Linked DNA regions of Rattus norvegicus: region 1 is linked to region 2. The links are chromatin contacts, called in public Hi-C maps. All regions are on one chromosome and are shown on one strand. The core of a region is the stretch at or near the end of the contact, and the rest is flanking DNA. Distances in the headings are between cores, read along the strand shown. Region 1 holds the start of Mob3b (MOB kinase activator 3B). Region 2 overlaps Mob3b (MOB kinase activator 3B).

What was found. Hi-C and Micro-C count contacts between places; a contact is called where the count stands out from the background.
Region 1: a contact with region 2 is called in a Hi-C map of liver, with 6 times the contacts expected there. The contact joins the promoter of Mob3b here to the enhancer-like site in region 2. A contact is called at or near these places in 6 of 12 Hi-C or Micro-C datasets (Schwann cells, kidney, liver and 1 more).

The regions. Positions count from the first base shown.
Region 1 is chr5:54,531,736-54,537,171 of GRCr8, reverse strand. Mob3b (MOB kinase activator 3B) reads left to right here and starts at 3,008. Exons shown (of 4, transcript NM_001108970.2): 1 at 3,008-3,222. It also overlaps the pseudogene Rpl10a-ps2.
Region 2 is chr5:54,482,848-54,487,887 of GRCr8, reverse strand. All of the region lies in intron 1 of Mob3b (MOB kinase activator 3B), which reads left to right. LOC134486926 (a long non-coding RNA gene) reads right to left here. Exons shown (of 2, transcript XR_010066501.1): 2 at 2,962-5,040. Among named protein-coding and RNA genes, the nearest start is that of Luc7l3-ps2, 36 kb to the right of the region's middle. Within about 2 kb of position 3,332, at least 8 of the 93 cell types and tissues checked have an H3K27ac peak or open chromatin away from gene starts, as enhancers often do. A contact at or near this core is called in kidney and liver, where this site is marked.

The DNA of each region.
Region 1 (5,436 bases), core at 1,759-4,258, 50 kb before region 2:
TCCTCAAAGCCTTATCTCTAAATACTCCCACTTGAGAGTTAGGACTTCAACATACGCATTTGGAGGGGACAGGACTCAGTCCATAATGTGGGTCTGCATGTTAAATGAACAGTCTAGGTACACAGCAATGAGCAAGCTAGACAAAAGTCCCTGTTCACATCTCTTCAACCACGGTAAAGTAAATTAGCATTTATAGACACAATAGTGCCCGCCGATTACATGGCATTTGTTTATAACCTGTGGCTATATCATATTACATGCGGAAGGGGAATGGTTGTATTAGTTACAGATGGTATTAAGTTTGCTAAGCAGTTGACCTTCACATGGAGAAACCCATGTACCATCACGTAAGATTATACTTTCTAAGAAAATTTATTATGAGTGCTTATGTTTACAAGTCTGCATGAGTTTATGTGCACCGTGTGCATGCAGGTGCCTGTGGAAGTCACAAGGGATGTTTGATCTTCTGAAACTGGAGTCCGGGGGATAGCGAGCTGCTGGCCGTGGGGAATGGAACCAGCTTCCAGGTCCTCCGCAAGAGCAGCAAGTGCTCCTAACTACTGTACCATCGCTCCAGCCCTGCTCATTTTCTCTCTAGTTACTTTAGCTTTAACTTTCTGGCTTTCTCCCCCATAGAAAACTAATATGGAGTGAACAGAATGGTGATGCATTTCTTTTTTCTTAAAGATTTATTTATTTATTTAGTATATGCATGCACTGTAGCTGTCTTCAGACACACCAGAAGAGGGCATCGGATCCCATTACAGATGGTTGTGAGCCACCATGTGGTTGCTGGGAATTGAACTCAGGACCCCTGGAAGAGCACTCAGTGTCCTTAACCACTGAGCCATCAACTCTCCAGCCCACAGTTTTACAGCTTGGCTTCCACTGCAGGGCAGCCCAGCTTCCCCCACCCCACGCCCCACCCCCCACCCGGAGCTGAGGACTGAACCCAGGGCCTTGCGCTTGCTAGCTCTACCACTAAGCTAAATCCCCAACGGTGATGCATTTCATAGCGAACACTGGAGCAGGGCATCTGAGTAGGGGTGTCGTAGGCAGGGGGATCCATGGGGTTCTGAATCGAGGGACTCTGAATAAAGAGCTAGAGGGAAAGGGTAGTTGTTGAGCCATGATGTGACTGAACAATTCAGAAGACTGTCCCAGACAGAGGGCAAAGCAAGTACTGAGGCCCCAGGCAGGGATTTTCCAAGCATTTGTGTGAGCCAAGAAGGGCATCACATACATAGAGAGATGTTTGTGATAGAAAGGCTAGTAGGGCTTCTTTTCCGGTTTCCGCGGTAGGAGCAGCCATGAGCAGCAAAGTCTCACGGGACACCATGTACGAGGCAGTGCGGGAAGTCCTGAATGGGAACCAGCCCAAGTGCCGCAAATTTCTGGAGACGGTGGAGTTGCATATCAGCCTGAAGAGCTGCGACCCTCAGAAGGACAAACGCTTCTCGGGCACCCGTCAGGCTTAAGCCCACCCCTTGCCCCAAGTTCTTGGTGGGCGTCCTGGGGGATCAGCAGCACTGTGATGAAGCCAAGGCTGTGGATAATCCCCACATGGACGCTTAAGAAGCGTAATAAGAACAAGAAGTTGCTCAAAAAGCTGGCCAAGAAGTGTGATGCCTTTTTGGCCTCTGAGTCTCTGATCAAGCAGATTCCACGTATCCTGGGCCCAGGCCTAAACAAGGCTGGCAAGTTCCCCTCCCTGCTGACACACAATGAAAACATGGTAGCCAAAGTGGATGAGGTGAAATCCACAATCGAGTTCCAGATGAAGAAGGTGCTGTGTCTGGCTGTTGCCGTCGGCCACATGAAGATGACCGATGACGAGCTGATCTACAACATCCACCTGGCTGTCAATTTCTTGGTGTCCTTGCTCAAGAAAAAACATCAAGAGCACCATGGGCAAGGACCAGCATCTGTGTTAGGATGCTCCAATAGACCTCAGTGCTGCCATCTAAAAAGAAAAGGCTAGTAGGAGTGGGGTATGGAAACATATGTATATATCTCCTAAATGCCACCTAATTTATTTCCATCCTTCCAAAAGTGTAGTAGAAATTATGGGACGTAATAGCTAATCAAGTCGTTTGATACTAATGCAATCGGCAGGCATTATATAAGAGAATAAAAGCAGGTAGACAAAATCCACTTCATTTTTTTTCTTTCAGTTCATGTTTGAAGACTCACATCAAGAACTAAGACTACGTCTCATAATCTGGTTTACTCATAATCACCCGGCAAGGTAGTTATGACTTCCAAGGTTTTTTCATGATTTAATGCTACTTTCCAAGGTGTGTCAGGCAGTCCAAGGCACTTTACAACTGGCTGTAATAATACAACATGACCAAAAGCGACTTGAGGAGGAAAGGGTTTATGTGGCTTATGCACATCCACCATAAAGGGAAGTCAGGACAGGAAGTCAAGACAGTTACCTGGAATCAGGAACTGAAGCAGAAGCCACAGGGGAATGCAGCTCACTGGCTTGCTTCTCATAGGGTTTTAACCTTCTGCCTAGGGCCCTGCTGGCTTCCTTCACACAGAATGGAAAAAGAGCGAGCTCCTCCAGCCTTAGCAGCCAGGCTTGCAGATCCAGCTAGGTGCTTTCTTACTACACACCAGGACTACCTGCCCAACACTGGCACCACCCACAGTGGGCTGCCCTCCCCCCCATCATTAATCAAGAAAATGCTGGACAGACTTATTAATAGTCTATCTTATGAGGGTACTCTTTCAATCAAAATTCCCTCCTCCTAGATATATCAAGGTTGTGTCAAGTTGACTAAGATCAACCAGGACAGTATCTTTTCTAGTCTGACATTTTTCTAGCTACACTGAGCAGCAGATCAAGGTTGAGAGACTTAGACTCCTCATTGTCTCAGGCCCTTGTGGAGATTAGAGGATCCTAAAGGCAACACGACTCCTCTTGTCCCGGTGTAGCTGCCTTTCCAGAGAAGGCCGCCAGGGGACTCGGTTCTGAGCCTGTGAGCTGCAGTGGCGCTCGGGCGAGCTGCGCGGCGCGCTGGGTGCATGTGGGGGCCGCATCAGAGCCGTGGCCGCTGCATCTGGAGTCACGCGTGCTGGCTAGAGAGCCCCTCGCGTGAATCTGCAACATCGCTGCTCGGGTTGGAGGAGTTCACTCTTTTTCTCCCGCTCCAGAAGCTGCTGCCGGCGTGAAGGAAGCCAGCAGGGCCCTAGGAAGAAGGTTAAAACCCCACGGTAAGAGATCCTTCCAACAGTGGGGAGGAGGTGCAGTCGCAGCTTCCCGCTCCGTATTGTACCCAGGAGGGCCAAGGTGCGGGGCACACCTAGGGAGGATCAATCCTGCGGACCCCAGTCCTCACCCTGGTCCGCGAGCTTCCGGGGTTGGAGTCTGGTTTAGCCAGAGCGGGCTCCTTGGCTTCTCTCTGCCCCCGGGTATGCATTTCCCGGACTGGAATGTGAGTCCAGTTCCCACCCAGGGGTCTGTGGCTTTGATCTCAAATACACCCCCTCTCTCCCCCTTCAGGGTGCAGATCTCACCCGGAACCCATTCTCAATCTCAGATGCGGGTGGGGTGCGCGTCGGCCTGAAGCGGCGGGAAGAGAAACTTTTACAAAAGTGCGTCTGAGCAGGGGGGACACTCCTGGGCTCCTGGTTCCCAGAGCAGGCTCGGTGTGAAGCTGTGTAGAGAGGGCTACAGCGCACAGTCTTGGTTTGTCCCCCACCCCCCCACCCCCGGTCCTCCGGCTACCGATGCCTCATGAAGCGAGGGTATTAAGAATAAATAAATTTTGCTCAACTTTTGGACCAACAACTGTCAAACATCTGGAATCGTAGTCCCTTCCTTTCCTGCACCAGAGAAGGTGAAAACTAAAATTTTCCCTTCATTTCTCCTCCCCACCACTGGACCCCCCAGGATGGGGTGGTTAGTGGTAAAGAGAGGCTCCCGCCTCCTGGAGCGTGGCAGAGGCTCTACACCACTCCGGTCTCTTTCAGACCCTCTGGAAATCTTCCCCGCAGAGACGGGGCGACCGAGTCATTCTGGTGTAACCGGTGAATGGCCTTTTGTTCCTCTGCGGTTCCACTATTGTTGCGCCTCTAACATCTGGTGGGGCTCTGGCGGGGAAGGAAGTCCCTTTCGCCGCTCGCGGGGCCTTCCACGCCGACCTTTGCGCGGGCTGGGGTCTGGGATCCCCGCTGGGGAAGGACAGAGATCGGGACCCGGCTAGGCCGCCCCACCCGGGGCTTGCGGTTAGAGGGCGGAGGGAAAGTTGTTCCTAAGCCCGCCTCCTAGGCTGCTTGTGGCCCAAGGCGCATTTCTCAGATCTTATCCCTAGCTAATCTGAGACGAGGGAGTAGAGGCAGAGTTCTCAAAAGCCAGGAGCTCTGCGAGCGGGTCCAAAGGACTTCCAGAGGCGAGCTAAACGCGTGTGGAGGGCCCACGACCCGGGCGATGGCCGGGGACAGGGCACCTGGTCTCTACGGAAAGTTCAGGGGTTGAAGATTCTCAAGGGATGAGGGTCAGGCCATTGACCACAGAAGAGTGGAGACGAAAGCTAACCTGGGAAGGTTAAAGATTGCCTGGAAATAGTGGTGTCGTGACTAGCTGTGAAGTGTTCGTGGCTTCTGACTTCACCTAAGGCTCCAACTTTAAGACCCAAATTTCTCCCAGCGCTGCAGAAAAATCAGGCCATGACTAAGCAGTCCAAATGGCCGATGCGACCAGAGCACTGCTCTGGTTTTCATCCGAGAACAGGTGGTTTGGGGTAGCCCCTATTTCTCCAGAGGGGGGCGCCTGTTAGGCTGTAGGAGGTCGGGTTTCCCGGAATAAGTTAGGCGCTTCCATCTAAAGCAGTTAGCATTGTGTGGGTTACTTATTAAGCAATATTGGCAAGAGCAAAGTCACCTCCCAAAGCCGGCAGGCACCAGAATGGTTTCCCGAGGGTCGACTAGAGGAAGTTTGATCATACACACCTATTGGAACCTGTGCCTCTTGCCAGCCTTGTAGATGTTGCCTTTGCCACTTTTTCCTGTGGAATTCTCAACCTTAGACTGTCTGGGAGATACGGAAACATTCTCCCCGCTCCGGGCTGCTAAATGTTGACACTCGCCCTCTCCCACTCAGGTGAGAAAGAGGCTTATATGGAGTCACCTGTGACCTATGTTCCTCTCCAACACTCCACCCTGCTAGGGCCTCAGCGTGTTAAGTAAGTGCTCTTAAATCCCAACCATCCTTCAGATAGTTTAAGTTCTGGGCTCTGCACAGGTCTGGTTTGCCCTTAAACTTAAAAGTGCTTTGAGAGATTGTTAACTCAAGAGAGGATATATAGAGAAACTTTCCCCCACGATTTCTAGATCTTGCCGGTGGGATCCTGAAAAGAAAAAAACAGCAAATTCTCTGAAGTGGTCAACCCACTCTAATGATAAAGGCCCACAAGTTGGGATTTCTTT
Region 2 (5,040 bases), core at 2,083-4,582:
GCCATAAACCCATTTACTGCTTTTGACTGTGAGAGCTGAAGATCAGCCACTGCTGGGAATGGATCTGAGTCGAACAGAAGCCTTTTCTTAGGGAAACTGCTGCCTTCAGAACTGTCTGAGATGAGGGAGTGCACACAAAAGGCTTCGGTTGGATTTCTGTGCACAGCTGAAAAGCTTAAGTGACCAAAAGAAAAACCACAAGAAGAGAGGAGAATGGACTGGGAAAAGCAAAAAGAAATGCAGTCAACACCAGCTTTTACCTCCCATGGAGAGCATATACTAGGAAGCCACCAGGATGGAGGCCTAGAAGAAAAGCGATTTGTAGACGTCCAGCCTCAGGGCATCATAGAGCAGAAGATTGCAGGTCAAGTGTGAGCTTGACGAGTGGCCATCAGGGATGCTGGCCATCAGGGATGCTCACCTGACTCTCAGGAACCAGTCTCCATCTTGGTAGGCTTCTGACTGATCTGGTTTGCAAATCTCTGTCCACTCAGACTAGTTGGTACACCAGACTGTTTCTCTTGAACTCTGATCTTGAAATAAAGACTATTTATCATGGAAGTGGAAAGGGTGAGCCTAAGAAGTCATGACCAACCTAAATGGTGCCCTGATATTGTCGAAGAATCAATGGGGAGAGAGTAGTCAAATAGCCTCAGGGTGTCCATCACCAGTGGGGTCATTCAAATTCGAACACAAAAGGCAAGTTCCACACACTTCAGTTTGTGACTCAGAACACAGCAGAAAACACACCACCATGCTTATTACATCAGTCTACCCGTATGCCCCTCCCCATCTCAGGGAGCTAATGCGGGCCCAAGGGAGTTCTGTGCACACGGGGCTCTGTCTCACAGCTGAACACCGAAAGCCAGGAAAACCCTTGTCTCCTAAGGGGTCTTACACATCTTCACTTCCAATATCTTTATTACCCTGAAATTAAAAAAAAAAAATCTCTGTAGATGATACCTCTGTCTTTACTGTGTTTATTAGGAAATCTGTGCGCTCTCTGATCTGCAGGCGGTCAGTATTTCTAGCTCTGCAGTCTGTCTGCTGTGCTGATATCCCAGGAAAGAGTTCTAGCTGTTTTGTTCATCACAGCAAACCTATCCTGATCCAGCAGGTCACAAACGTTGATTGGGAAAATTCAGTGTAGATTTTCAACTCTTCATGTAAAAACAAAACAAAACAAAAAAACCCAAAAAACAAAACAAAACTTACCTATCAACTCAGTGAGCTTACGCTTAAGTGGTCTGCAAGAGTCACTACATTTTTTAATACACAGAGTAGTATTCGATAGTATCGTAATACCTTTCCCTATCACAAAATCGATACACATATTCCCAATGCCTCCCACACTGAGTAAGTACCAAGAGAGAACAAGGGGGGAAATCCCAAACTCAGTGTCACAGCAATTCTGCTATTCCCATTCTATAGAGAGTTGAGGAGTTCTGGGGTACAGTAAAGAGGAGCAATCCAGAGGCTCAGTCACTGAGGCATGACCCCACCCCCACCCCCACCCCACCCCCGTGATTTGACTGGGAGAGTAGCATTATGGGGACCTTGGCATCTGGGAAAGAAATAGGTAATGGAGGTTGGTATTCTGTCTAAGCTCCACCCCCACAGCTACCTGGCAACAACCAGGTATGCTCCGCCCCACAGTTGCCTGGCAACAGCCAGCTGTGCCTGAATATAAGGGCTGCTTGCCCCCTCCTCTCCCTCTTGTTCTCTTTTGCCCTTACTCTTCTCTTCTCTTATGCCCTCATTGTCCCTGTCCTTTCTCTCCCCATTCCCCTGCCCCCTTCCTCCACATGCTCATGGCCAGCCTCCTTTGCTTCTCCCCTCTTCTACTCTTCTTTCATTAAACCTTTTCACGTGGAACCATGTTGGCTTTGTGTGTTCTGCTTGGACGCAGGCCGAGATTTAAACCCCAAAAATGGAGAGCACAGGGAGGTGGGGAGATTTCGGGTCGGCAGGGGAGTTACCTAACTCAAGTCCCCTTCCTGCTTCTGTAGGATGACCTTCCCAACCTCTCCCTTCACTGGATCTTTGTGAGGCGCAGAGAGGGTCAATGTCAAGCAGTGCAAGCAATGGCAGACGTTAAACCAGAGATTGTTGCTCCTGAAGAGGGAAGGAGCTTTGTTAGAGCTGGCGCTTGGTTTTGCTCAGCAGGGGTTGTACTGTGGAACCAGATCGATTATGTTAGAGTCCCGTCTCTGCAGCTCTCTGTTGAAGCGACCTTGGCTAGACTATGTAACTTCCTCAGTTTTGTTATCTATAACCCAGGATTATTAATAACACCTCATAGGCGCTCTGAGGATTAAATAAGTTAATAGTACACAGTAAGAGATATGTACAAATGATTTGCTGCAATCTCCCGCTGTCACCTAAGATTCACCACTGTGTGAGACCGAATACCAACGGGGCATCCGGCTGAAACTGTCCACCTGGCAATAGAAACCGCCAGCCCAGGACTCGGAGGAGTGGTCTGTTTAAAAAACGAAACTGGGGCGATGCTGATTTTCCTGGACGGCTTTTGTGCTGACAAGGTTAAAGGCTAACAACAGTCACATTCCATTCACTCAGGTTTAAAGGTCACCCTTATGGTTAAGTCCCACAGTCATGCCCAGGGCAAGTAAGTACTTCAGATAGACTGTGCGCTTGGAACTCATTGAGTGGGACCTGAGGGAGCCCCTACCTGGAAATGAGGTACCTACGGAACAAGTCTGAGGAAGCTTTGGATCCTGAGGTTTGAGAGTACAGGTGAGGAGAGAGGGAGGCTCCCAGGGTAAGTGCAGAGCCGGGAGCTAAGAACGGGCCTGAAAAGCAGCAGGAATGCTGGGAGCAACAGAATGTTCCTGGGACCACTGCCTATGGAGGCTACTCCACAGCCCTTTAGTGTGGAAAGGGGAGGGTGAGTCTAAGACTGGATAATAGCAATTGCTTTTCAGTTCTTTAGGTCCTTCCTTTCTCTCTCTCTCTCTCTCTCTCTCTCTCTCTCTCTCTCTCTCTCTCTCTCTCTGTGTGTGTGTGTGTGTGTGTGTGTGTGTGTGTGTGTGTGTGTGTCAAGAAAGGATTTCCCTGTGCTTTCCACTGACTCCATCTCACTGGTGCAAGCCTAGAAATGCCCACTTCCTATGTCTTTCTGCCCCTATAGTTTTGTGAAACTCCAGGAGGCTTTGACTGAACTTTCCTAGGCTTAACCCCTTCTTCTCCACATCACAAACAAGTATGCATAAATCCTCGCCCGATTTCAGCCCACTCCCTAGACAGGCCTGACAGGCCATGCCTTTGCAAAAGAACATTCCTTAGGAACTGCAGGTAGCGTTCCCCACATGGGCACCATTTACTTCCCCTAGCGGATCTAGTGGGAAGTAAACTCAGCCTGAGCCTTCTGCGCTCAGCTCGCCTGTACCCTGTCTGCCCTGAAAGACTTTGCTCTCTGTCCTTGCCCCTAAGTCGTACAGGCCCCTCCTTTCACCAGAACTTGGATTGGAAAGTATTCTTCGCCCAGCCCTGAGAGAAATCTAGCATGCATGGTGTTTCCTAGGCTTTGTAACTTTATCGAATACTGCATGGAGGGTGGAGAACTGAACGTGGACCCCTCCGCCATGACCCCTCCGCCATGACCCCTCCGCCATGACCCCTCCGCCATGACCCCTCCGCCATGACCCCTCCGCCATGACCCCTCCGCCATGACCCCTCCGCCATGACCCCTCCGCCATGACCCCTCCGCCATGACAGTGGCCAGGTAGCCTGGCATTGCTGTACTTTCTCCATCACCACCGTACCCTCAAACCACAAAGGGGACCAGATCTTCGAGACTTTCTGAGGCCCTAGGTCCCTTTCTACCCACGCACATTCCAAACATATCAGCATCTGCCCACACCCCACATTAAGTGTAATTTTTTGCTTCAGGCCATGAAAAGCGTGTTTATTATTTGCTTTTTGAAATCATTTGACTGTAAGTAGCTCATGCAATTTATAATTGGCTCAAATTTCCCCAGAGTTATACAATAGAGAGTTCTTAAAAAAAAAAAAAAAAAGAAAGAAGAAAGAAGAAAACTGTCCTAAGAATTATTTTCATATAAAATAAAATATTTTTAAAAAATAGATTTAGCAAAGAAGTAATTATCATATTTGTAGACATTTACTTCAATCTTGAGAAACTTTCTGGTATTTTTCTGTGGTCTCTTTAAAACCACCAGATCTTTATGTACACTGCGTAGAGATTCAACTGGAGGTGCCAGGAGGCCTGACAGCTTGAGTTCAATACCTCAGACCCACATGGTGGAGGGAGAGAAATGACTCCTGTAAGTTGTCCTCTGACTTTCGCACAGTGTCCTAGTGTGCACACCAGCCTTCGTGTGTACATGCATATACATGAAAGGTTTTTTTTTTTTAATGCAACAAACATAAATAAAAGGACTTGTAAAAAAAAATGGCTTCAAGAAGTTGTTGGTTACTCCCTTAACATTTGTTGTTGCACCAGTGTATCTTGCAGACAGGAGGTCACTTTTGTCGGTCTCAAAGTTTGCAGCTAGGTGATACAGATTTTCTCGTGTAGCATGTAAAATAGTTTCCAGCACCATGACTATTAGCCAGTAGGGTGAAGCTTCTAGTTGGTAGAAGCTTGATTCCTTCATGTTTTTGTTGTTGTTTTGGTTTGGTTGTTGTTGTTTGGTTGTTTTTTTTTTTTTTTGGTTCTTTTTTTCGGAGCTGGGGACCGAACCCAGGGCCTTGCGCTTCCTAGGCAAGTGCTCTACCACTGAGCTAAATCCCCAACCCTGTTGTTTGTTTGTTTGTTTGTTTTGGGTTTTGGTTTTTGGAGACAGGGATTCTCTGTATAGACCAGGGCGTCTTTGGATTTGCAGAGATTTGCCTTCCGAGTGCTGGAATCCAAAGGTGTGCGCCACCACGAATTCTCCATGTTTAATGACTTAAATAAGTTGTATCCTCAGCAATCTGATCTGACCATAAGGTTGTGGATGGACTTAAGGGTCACAGAACCTATATCTGACACAGCTAAAGTTTCCAACAACCTGA